Linked DNA regions of Sus scrofa: region 1 is linked to region 2. A link is a contact called in public Hi-C data. All regions are on one chromosome and are shown on one strand. The core of a region is the stretch at or near the end of the contact, and the rest is flanking DNA. Distances in the headings are between cores, read along the strand shown. Region 1 holds the start of LOC102168098 (collagen alpha-1(III) chain-like). Region 2 holds the start of RALGPS1 (ras-specific guanine nucleotide-releasing factor RalGPS1).

Evidence for each region. A called contact is a pair of places that touch in the nucleus more often than the background predicts.
Region 1: a contact with region 2 is called in a Hi-C map of embryonic fibroblasts, with 2.2 times the contacts expected there. The contact joins the promoter of LOC102168098 here to the promoter of RALGPS1 in region 2. A contact is called at or near these places in 1 of 47 Hi-C or Micro-C datasets (embryonic fibroblasts) and 1 of 2 datasets of contacts at active chromatin or transcription factors (skeletal muscle).

Annotation. Positions count from the first base shown.
Region 1 is chr1:267,730,513-267,735,869 of Sscrofa11.1, reverse strand. LOC102168098 (collagen alpha-1(III) chain-like) reads left to right here and starts at 2,540. Exons shown (of 2, transcript XM_021069197.1): 1 at 2,540-2,729; 2 at 3,854-5,357. The coding sequence starts at 4,081. The coding sequence ends at 5,007. The region is part of intron 11 of RALGPS1 (ras-specific guanine nucleotide-releasing factor RalGPS1); the gene reads right to left. LOC110256267 (a long non-coding RNA gene) reads left to right here and starts at 609. Exons shown (of 2, transcript XR_002337629.1): 1 at 609-1,006; 2 at 2,335-2,524.
Region 2 is chr1:267,433,784-267,439,240 of Sscrofa11.1, reverse strand. RALGPS1 (ras-specific guanine nucleotide-releasing factor RalGPS1) reads right to left here and starts at 2,175. Exons shown (of 20, transcript XM_021069060.1): 1 at 2,152-2,175. ZBTB34 (zinc finger and BTB domain-containing protein 34) reads right to left here and starts at 2,253. Exons shown (of 2, transcript XM_021069179.1): 1 at 2,152-2,253.

The DNA.
Region 1 (5,357 bases), core at 1,291-3,790, 300 kb before region 2:
CTGCCGTCCCCATGGTCACTGTTGAGAGGCACAGTCTCCGGGCCCCCTGTGCTCTGGTCTTGGTAACTGCTGCCTCCCTGCACCCCTGCAGGCTTGGTGGTTACAGCGCCCCACTGTCTCTAGCCTGGAGTGCTGTGCTGCGTCCTGGGGTTCCTCTTTATCCGCCTTCTGAAACTCTCCTCTGGTCACCCCAGTTGAGTGCCATCTGTGTCCTGCCTCGGGCCCTGCAGTGCCCGCACGTGTAACCCCCATGACGCCCCTCTGAGGTCCGTGTTATCAGCCTTGGTTCACCAATGGGGAAGAAGCAGAAGCTCAGGAGGTTAAGCCTCAAGGACAGGGAGCTGGCATGGAGCCCGGTTCAAGTCTAGGCCTTGTGAATCCATGGAGGGGGCACCTGGGGCCACCTTGCCCAGCAATCGCCCCTCCTCCTGATGGGGTCACAGGGGAGCCAATGCCGGACCTCTGTGTGCGGCCCTGCCCCGGCCCCGGCTGGGGAGAGGCACCTTCCCCGGGCGTTGGAGGAACAGGTCTGAGGACAACCTCTCTTTGGGATGAGAAATGAGACCGAGACAGGGGCGCCTTCCAGAGGATTCAGATGTGCAGTCGGTGAAGACTTTCTGCTCCAAAGGCTGGAATGAGAGCGAGTTTTGTCCTGGGGGAAATGTCTCGTGGAGCTGCTGCAGAGGGGCAAGGCAAGCGTGGAAGCCATCGGCTTGGTTTCGGTTTTACACGTCTTGCTCAATCGATGGATCCATGTGGAGGGGAGAGTGTGCCTTGTTTATCAGCCGCATGTACGCAGGATTGCAGTCTCACTGCCTGAGTCACTCTGGCTCCCACCCTGGGTTCAGAAAGTATTTTGTAAAGGTCAAATCGCCTCGCTCCTCCTCGTGGCTTGAGCCGGTGGTGTCGCAGCCTGAATAACGGGGAAAGCTGAAAGTTCTGTGCCCAGAACTGGGTGCTGGGCTGCCACCCAGGAGGCGGGGACCTTCGGAGCCCTGTTTTGCAGGTAAGGGAGCCAGGGCTTCTATCACACACAGGACCTGGACCCAGGGGTACACCACTGTCCTGGCGGTGGCGGGGGGTCGGGGGGACGTGGGGTGGAGGAGGAGCTCTAACAGTTCAAAGGTCAGGCATTAACGAAGACCTGAGGAAGGAAGAACACGGAGCCCCATCTGAGGTGATCTGACATGACAAGCAGGAGACACTTCCTGCAGGAAACATGTGATGAATAAAGGCCAACTGCTACTCCTCGAGGAGGGGACGGTGAAGGACGCTAACATCTATTAGGCACCGACCGTGCACCAGGCTTGTATAAACACTTCCACATCTAAGATCATTGACTCCTGTGCAGCTGATGCTTTTACCAAAGCCACGTTAAAGGAACGCTCAAATATGGTAAATCAACTATACTTCAATAAAGCTTTTTAAAAAATAAAAATAAAAGGATGTTCGGAGGCACTCCAGTCACGTGGTGGTGGGGCGCTGGGCTTGTTCCTTCAGTCGCCCCTTGTGCAATGAGAGCTGGACGCGCCGAGGCTCTTCCGGGAGCTTCCGCACCCTCTGCTCACTCCTGATCCACTGCCTCCCCACCTGTCTCCATGTGGTTGCGCGTCCTGGCTCGGATCCCTGGTTCCGGGCTCACCCTTGGTCCTTTCCGCTCAGCTCTTGACTCTCCCTCCAGGCGGAGGCCCAGATCCACCCCCTTCTTCTCGCTGTGTTGGAGGCCTGCCTGGCCTCAGATGCCCCTTCAAGGGGCTGCAAGCAGCAGAAGCGGGGATCTCCCTGGGCCCAGGGTCAAAGCTGATGCTGCTCTGTGGACCAACAGCCGGGGTTTGCCGTTGAAGCAGAAGAATTTCCATTCAGCTGGGACCGAGGGGTGGGGGTGGCTTCCCTGCCAGTAAGTGATACTGTGCTACTGAAAGGCCTCACGTTCCTGCCCCATCAGGCCTGGGGGTGGGGGGCACCACGTGACAGCGTCAGGAACACGTGTCTTCTGGGATGGTTTCTGAGCTGGGCAGCTGGCAAGCTGTGTTTCTCCATGTCTCGGGGCAGGGGCAGGGATGGGGGCAGTGCTCATGAGCTGGGGCTCTGGCCTGGCTTAACAGAGTGTGGTCCCCGCTGCCCGGCCTGATATGGCACGGACAGCTGGAAAAACTGACCACGCAGCTTGACTATCTCAGAGGATTGCTCTATTTTTCCTCAGCATAATTTTTCCATGAATAATCTTTAAGTGGCTGTTTCTTTAGCAGTTTTATTGGAACATATGAGAACTGACAGTCACTGGGGAATGAGATATCATGAAAAAAATCTGGTTTTCATTACATTTCTCTCCAGAAACCAACATGCTGCCCAACAGACCACTCATTGATTGGAAGAGAAAAGAGCACAGGGCCTTCGAACCATGGCTTTGGAGTGGACAGGAGTAAGGATGATGAATGGCCACAGCAGAGAGCACAGGACCCAGAGGCAGACGGGCCTGGGCTCCCACCGGCCGCTGCCACCTGCAGGCTGAGTGACCTTGCGCAAGTCACCCGGCCCCTTCTGAGCCTGAATCTTCAACACGGGGACAGTGCGCTGGCCTGGCAGCCTCCCCACGAGGAGGAAATGATACAGCAGCTCTCCCTCCTTCCTGCAACAACACCCCGGGCCAGACGCCACACAGTCACACTGAATTAGACAGCTGGGGTTCTGTCTCTGTGCAGTTTACAGTCGAGGGGGGACAGAGACAAGTAAGCAGATAACTGCTTTGATAGGAACAAATAAATACAATAATAGCCATGACCACACCAATCGTGTAACTACCACGACAATAATGATGGTGGCAATGGCAACAGGTGACATTCATCAGGCACCTACAAGGTGCCAGATACGGTGCAAAACGCTCAGTACGCAGGATCTGATGTAAGTTTCACAGTACCGCTGCCTCCCAGGCATCTCGGCGTTACTCTGTGGATGTGCGGTCGGAAGGTTAAGGAGCTTCCCCGGGCAGGGGGCTGGTAAGCAGTGCACCTGAGCACACAGGCTTGTCAGAGGGGCCCTGGGGGGGGTGTGACCCCCAGACTGATGCAGGAGTCCCAGCAGAGGCAGTGGCAGAGGCGGAAGGAGCAGCTTGTGCAAAGCCTCAAAAACGGCAGGCCCAGGACCTACTCCAGAAACTGCAAAGAGCCAACCTGGCGACGAGCTGAGCATGGGGAGTGTGTGTACATTGGGAGCCAGACTGGGGCTGCAGGGCTGCGTGAGGGGCCTGAGGTTCAACGAGGGGAGGACACGGAGGTCTTTAGGAGAGGAGATTATTTTATTTAGATTCTAGGAGAGCAAATTATGCTGAGACTTGTACCCTAGAAAGCTCACTCTGGTCAAGACCGCAGGCTGGGAAGGGGAGATGTGAACCAGAGGTGTCTAGAGGGTAGACCAGCAGGGGTGTGGACCGCGAGGCTGATTTGGGGTAACCCTCAGTGGGAGCTGGTGCCCTTCAGTTAGGAGGGAGCAGGATTGGGGGGCCAACGAGAAGCTCAGTTTGGGACTGATGTCTGGTGGCCTCTGGGCAGATGGATGCGTCGCTTGGGAAACAGGTGACGACTGGGGACAGGTGCGCAGGACTTGTCAGCACAGGGCTGTGGAGCCCCAGGAGCGGACGAGATAATCCAGGTTGTAATCTCAGTGCAAGAGGGAAGCCCGGAGACAGGAGGGGAAACCAGTGTTTGTGGGATGAGAAGAAGAGGAAGGCTAGGAAGGAACCAGTGGTATACAACTAGGGTCAACAGAACAAATATTTGAGAAAAGCATCATTTTAGATTTGTGTAATTTTAGAGGAAGGCGGCTCAGTAACAATGTACTCTTGTGACCTCGGCAGCCCCTGGTCTCAGCAGTCAGTTCCTCCTCTGGAGGCAGCCTTGGACCGCCAGCCTGTGCCGGGACACTGCCAGGAGCCATGGTCCCCGTCTACTCTCTCATGCGGACCACAGCAGACAAGCCTGGAACCCCGCAGACATGACCTGTTCATTCTGGGTGTTTCTCTTGGGAGAAGAGGGAGAAACAGAGCGAAAGAACCGCTGGTCTGCTCCTGCCCTCGGCGGTTAAATGAGACAGCGAGGGCTTTCACTGAACTGCAGGGCCCAGAACCCGTGTCCCCGAGCTCTCATAAAGAGGGCCGCGACCCCGTCCTCCTGGTTGCGTGCGGCCTGCACCGTGCCTTCACAGCGCCCGTCCCGGGAAGCTACGGCATCGTGTGTGAGTTCCCTCTCCCCCACTGACACTGGCTCCGGACGCCCAGGCTGTGTCCTGGGGCCCAGGGCAGGGCTGGGTGAGCAGCCGGAGCACCGGCCCAGTGTGCCGAGGGGGCCGGCGCGGTGTCCGTGGCTGCAGGGACGCCGGCTCTGCCGCGGAGGACACGTGGCTGGGATGGGAGCCTCGTTCCCACGGGTTCCAGCAGCACCCGTGCGGCCCTGCCCTGGGTCAGCGCTGCCCATTGAAGCAGCCTGGCAGCCCCGCTCCGCTCGCGGGGTGCCTTCCAAGTCTCGCACGTGGGAGATTAATGGGAGGCAGCTGTGTTGCAGGGAAACGACTCAACTGGAGTCACAAGACTTGCGTTCCAGTCCCGCCTCTGCTGGGGCTGAGCTGGGAGCCTGCTGCCCAGGCTCCTCGGCTCTGAGCCTCCTCTTCGTCACTGGAGAAGAGGGGGACCCCTGCCACCCCGGCTGTGGAGAGCACCTCCCTGAGGGTCTGGGGCATGGGGCCCCCTTCCACCCTGGACCTGGGGGGTCCGTGGCTCTCGGTTGCTTTCCTGCAGGGGCTGAGAGCCCTGTTCCCAGAGAGGGGTCCTCTGTGGGTCTGCCAGCACCTCGCGGCTCTCCGGGCCCCGGGCCCCTCTGCCCTGAAAGTCCGTCTGTGTGGCCGTCTGGCCACCGTGTGGCCAGCTTTCACGGTGCAGCCCAGAGCTGGAGACTTTCGCATTCACACGTGCTCTTTGTTTCTCAGACTTGCGGCTCTTCCGGGTCCTCACTGTGAGCCAGGCTCTATCTCACACATCAGTTTGCCCCGGTTCATTTCTTTCTGAAAAATGGCAGCAGGTTAGAGTCTTGGCTCCTGCGCTTGATCTTGATGTAAGATGGAGACTCCCAGGACAGAGCGGAGGGGAACCTCAGAGTTTATGGGCAAAACCCAGCTCTCCAGCCCTTGAGTCCCTCACCCAGGGACCCGGTACTTTCTGAGAAGGTACGAGGGTAGAGAGGGGGTGCCCTCCCCACATCCATGGGGTGATCTCTTCTTCTCCTTGACCACAGCGAGGGGGTCTCTGGGCCACTTGAGGAGCCCGGTACGTGTCCCCCGCAGCTGGGAGGCCCAGGGGACTGGCCGTG
Region 2 (5,457 bases), core at 926-3,425:
CAGCTACAGTATTAGATATTACAAGGGTTTCGAGAGAAGTATTAAGACATAATGCCCTCAAAAACGCCCACTCCAGTCGGAACAAGAGCAAGTTCAATAACCAGAGAACAAGTGCTGAATCCTGTGCTTTAGATTCTGAATGCCACAAAGGCATGGGGGTAGGGCAGTCAAGGAACACCCTCTGGAGGAAGTATATCTTCAGCAGGGGCTTGAAGGAAGTGAAATGGAGAATTTACACAGAGGAGAAGAAAAAGGAGGCCAGTACTTCAGAAGGGGGAAGAGAAGCAAAGCCGTAGAGGCAGTCATAAACTCACTTCTGCAGGAGACAGACCGGGAGAAGGAGAAGCAGGGAATAAGGTCCAGGTAGGCGAGGAGAGGCCAAACCAAGGGGAGCCCTAAAATGGCAGGGTGGGCGAGGTGGCAGGCCGAGGACCTACGCAGCTTTGAAGAGTGGTATAAATGCTGCAGGGCCTTTCAGCGGATCTCCCAGCCCTCTCTCCCTCCCCCTCCTGCAAAAGATCATGAACCACCCCTAATCTCCTGCCGCTCACCTCTGCCTTTAGAACAGTTTCAACTTTGGCCTAGTGTTCAAGTTCTTTCAGGAACTAGCCCAACCAATCTATCCTCTTGTTCCCTTCCTTTACGCACCCTTCTCTACCGGGAGACTGGTCTATTCACTAACTCCATAAGATCACTGGGCCTGATTCTTCTTTTCCTATCTGAATCCTACTCATCCTTTAGCAGCCAGCTGAAACCCCACCCCCGTCACTAAGCCCTCCCTGACCACTTGGCCTACAGTGACCTCTCCATCTCGCCTCCCACTTAATTCTAAAGCACACAGGCTTGTCTTATCAACCAATTACCTTTTCCCAGGTAAAGTCTTAGCACCAGGGTAAACCGCTCGGAGGCTGCAAGTGTGCCTTCTACTTCTTCCCCCCACCACATGGAACAGCATCTTGACATTTAATAAGCAAGCAAACACTCAACTCTTTTTTTGACTTCCTATATTAAGTTTGGCATTAGCATAAAGGAAGGATGGGGGAGGTGGTGGGGGGAACTTCTGAAGTCAGAGACCAGCTAAGAAGCTGTTGCAATAATCCAGATGTGAAGCAAAGAGGGCCTGACTGGGAACAAAGAGAAAATAGGCAAATATAAACAACAAAAAAATTTTTACATGCAAAAACTCTGCAGGATGGGACTGACTACTACTAGGAACAAAAGCAAAGGAAGAGTTACGACAAGGAAAGGTTTAGAGACGATTCTTGATTCATTTTAAAGCCTGTGTGAAACCAATTGTATTAAGTGGCTAAAAAGTCCATATTTGCAAAAAGTCTTCAGTGAAACGGTCCAATATCTCGAACCAGGGACAGCCCTTCCAATTTCAGACATACGGAGAATGGCAGAGCTGAAGGAGTCTTTAGAGAACTAATCTAAAACTCTTACTGATCAGATGGGGAAACTGAGGCCCAGCATGGAAGAGACATGCTGAAAGCCTCAAGACCGAGACTCCCAGCCTAATGACGCCCTAAGGCACAGCCATCTAGCCTAGAAGGACACTGTTTACACCCCCAGGCCAGCCCAGCCCACTGTAAAAGCAGGACCGTCTGAGGGTGAGAGTGACCATGGAGTCGTCCAGGGCCAAGCACGTCGCGTCGCCGCCTGTTTACCTGGAGAAAGGCGGAGGCGTGGGGCAGGGGTTCAGTGGAGGCCACCAGCAGGGCCGACCCCATGGCCCGGCCCAGGTCTCCAGGGGATTTAACTATTCGGCCTCCTCATACAAAAAGAGAGCGCCCCTGGAGCCAAGGGGCCCGGAAGCAGGGGATCCCAAGACGCCCGGGGCGGAGGCTGGAGAGCCCGGGGGCAGCTGGTCGAGCGGGACCCTCAGCCCCGCGAACAGCGTCCGGACTCCAGGGCCGAGTAGGGTTGGCCCCTCCAGGGCGCGCGCCTGGCCCAAGCAGGTGCCCGGGGCCTCCCGACCCCACCCGGCCTCGGCTTCTGCCCGCGCCGCCCGCCCGCCGGACTGACCAGGCGCTGAGGCTCCCGCCCCGCCGCGCCCAGAGGGAGCGGGACAGCGGCCGGGGACTGCCTCCCACCCCGCCGGCTCCGCCCGCGCCTAGCCCGCCGCCCGCCAGCCCCGCAGGCGCTTCTCACCTGCCGAGAGCGCCGCGCTCACATCGCCCGCCCGCGGCGCCCCCTCCGCCGCCGCCGGCGCCAGGCCCGTCCCCGCCGCTCCGGCTGCCGCCCCAGCCCGCGCCCCCCGCCCCCGGAAGCGCTTCCCGGCCCCGCCCCCTCGGCGCCGGCGCTTCCGGGCAGGCGCGGACCAGGGTGCGGGGCACACTGGCTGGGCCCCTCTCAGGGACACCGGATCCCGGATCCCGGATCCCGGTTCCCGTCCCGGCCGCGTCCAGGAGCCTCGCTGCGAACAAATGGGCTAGCGGCAACCTTGGTTTCGACTGGGGGAGGAGCGGCGGCAGCTCTGCGCCCCGTGGCCTCCCCGCCCGCCTTCTCCTGGGCGCCTCCTGCTGGTGGGAGGAGGGCTGCTCGGCGGGGCGCGCCCGGGCGCTCCGGGAGCGGGGTGGGTGAGAGGCCAGCACAGTCGACCCGCCATCACCCCGGGGCCTGCGCCTGCCCTCCGCTGGGACCCTCGCTCCCACAGCCCTTTAGATGCCTGCTCCTCACCCTACCCTGTAGTGGTTACTCATGGGTGGTTACTACCTACCAGACCCAGTCCTAACTGAGGACCTTGGGCAGATTTCCTCTTCCCGCAAAACGGATGTGAAAAGTCCAAACTTGGGGATACTGTTGCCAAAACGGCCTGTTTTAGTGGAGGAGGAAAAAAAAAAGTAGCTTTATTGCTTAGCCAGCCAAAGGCGGCCACAGCAGGCTAATGCCCTAAAGATTGTGTCCTCCTTTGGAAGAGGTGGTTTTGTAGTTTGGGGAATGGAAAACAGATCCAAGGTAAAGTTAGATGCAAGTTTGTATTTTTCAAAGGGGTGTCCTATTGGCGGTGGGACTGGTTCTGGTGGTCCTTTCTGGAATGAGGAATGCTTCATGAAGTAGTTAATACATTTCATTCGTTGGGGGTTTTAGTTCTGCAGAAGAGCTGGAAGGTATTGTTATGTATATTCCTGGGGGAGGAACCAGGACCCTGCCTACAGCCTGCACCATTGTTTTTTTTAACTGTTCCCCCCTCCTCCCTGTATCCCTTCCTTTCTCTAATTAGCAACTGTTTGAACCTACTTTTTGGAAGTCTGGGAAGAGGGAGGCTGGATGAGGCCTATTTCCTAAAAACAAAAAAGGAGGGACACACAAAGGCTTTTGTGCCCAAGACCCCCCCCCCCCCCCCGCAGGGCCCTGCTTGGTTTCAGTAGGAAGCTCCTGTCACAGACCAGGTCTCCAAAAAATGTGCATGTCCAGATCTTTCCAGATACCCAAGGGAGTGGGATCCTTGCTCAGCATTTTCCTCCCTGTCAGGCAAATTTAACAGCCTTTGAAGACCTTCCCTTCCCATTTTGGTGGACTCCTGAGAAGTTGTGGCTGAGGTTTATTTTCCTTTTTCTGACTTTGTGATAAAAATAAACGAGGAGTCAAAGATACCAGCTCCTCTTCAAGTTATAAAGCTGAGGCTTCTTGATGCCTACTTCATCCTTTGCATATGGGAAAGGCTGGGTCCACTAGCCACAGCTACCCTTTGTTGAATATGTTCAGGGCGCTCTGTAGACACTTTATGTGCCTGACCTCCTTTAAGACATAACCCCAGGAGGTAGCGATCTATTACTCTCCCCATTAATTAAGGAGGGGACTGAGGTTCAGAGAAGTTAAGTTTCATAGCTAAAGTCACACAGCTAGGAGTTCCCATCATGGCTCAGTGGTTAATGAATCCGACTAGGAACCATGAGGTTGCGGGTTCGATCCCTGACCTCCCTCAGTGGGTTAAGGATCCGGCATTGCCGTGAGCTGTGGTGTAGGGTGAGCTGTGGTGTAGGTCGCAGACCCGGCTTGGATCTGGTATTGCTGTGGTTCTGGCGTAGGCCAGCAGCAAGAACTCCGATTAGACCCCTAGTCTGGGAACCTCCATATGCCGTGGGCGTGGCCCTAAAAGGACAAAAAAGACAAATAAATAAATAAAAATTAAAAAGTCACACAGCTAAATGGCAGACTTGGGATGAGCACCCTTGTCTCTCTGATACAAATAGAAACTTTTGCTGAACAGAATTTTAGGTAACCAGTTCTTAACTGGAGGCACCAGGGCAGAGAGTCTCACCATTTCCTTAAGATCTGTCCCTAAGAGTGAGTTCTGTGAACCCAAAGCCAAAGGAAGGTATCATCTTGTCAGGCCAGGTCTCCGCAGGACCCCTGGGCTGATTCACACCCCACATGAGTGAGTTCCTGTTTCTTCACAGACCAGCTGTGGGGCTCATCATTTTAACTGATTTTTGCTAAATCTGTTGGTAACAATTGGTGTCGTCTTGGCTGTAATAAAGTATTTGTGTGGCATTAAGGATTATAAAAGCTAAAATGTTCCTTAATATTTAAACTTTGTGCCCAGTGTCTCAAAGTTCTTAACCAGCTGTCCATTGGATGCCGGGTATTTTTCCCTCAGGGATTTGTATCTGCTCCTCCACCCAACTGGGTCACGCAACTCATATATTTTTCCAGTGCCCTGCTCTTGCCATTTAGCTGATTATGTGTCATGATCTCTACTAACTTATTTTGGTTAGCAAATTGTCACTTCACAATTAGGGCAAATGCATTTCTGTTTTCCCATGATCCTTGAGGCATTTCTAAATGATTTAATTTGCCGATTGGAAATCAGAATCTAGAGAGTGATGTGTGGGTCTCATTTTAATATACTCATTACCCAGTGTCCCTAATAGTATTTATAGAATGATAAAATTCACATTTCGTCAAAGTCTGGGGTTAACCTTCAATCCAGTCAAGGAGGGGTTTTGCCATAATGGAGGTGTCAGCTTTGGCAACTGTGGCAGCTGGTGTTAGTTAGCCAATATCTGTGTTCCACCTTCTCTTCTTCCAGGGCACAGGGCTAAAACACATCTTCCAGCATCCCCTCCACGTCACGTGTTCATTGAGACTGCGTAAAGTGCTTGTAAAAGTTTCCCTTCCCTCCTTCTCTCTTCTTCCCTTCCTTGGACAGATAGGGCCCAAATCGCCACTTCTCATGCCTTGCAGGTTCCTGGGTACTTGGAGTGTCAAGAGAGCCAGGTTACCTGATCCCAGGCTGTCCTCTGGCTCCCACAGGGGGACCCTTTCTGCCAGAAGTCAGGCTACGCTAACTAAACAGCTCAGGCCCACTCCGAAATCCCCAGAGTTTGGCAAAGCTTATTATGGTCTATTGGCACCTGTCAGATCTTACAGGACACACATAAGTCATGAGTAGCTCTTAAACAAAATTATATGGATTATTTGAGATTTCCTCACTCGTGCTCCCTTCACCAG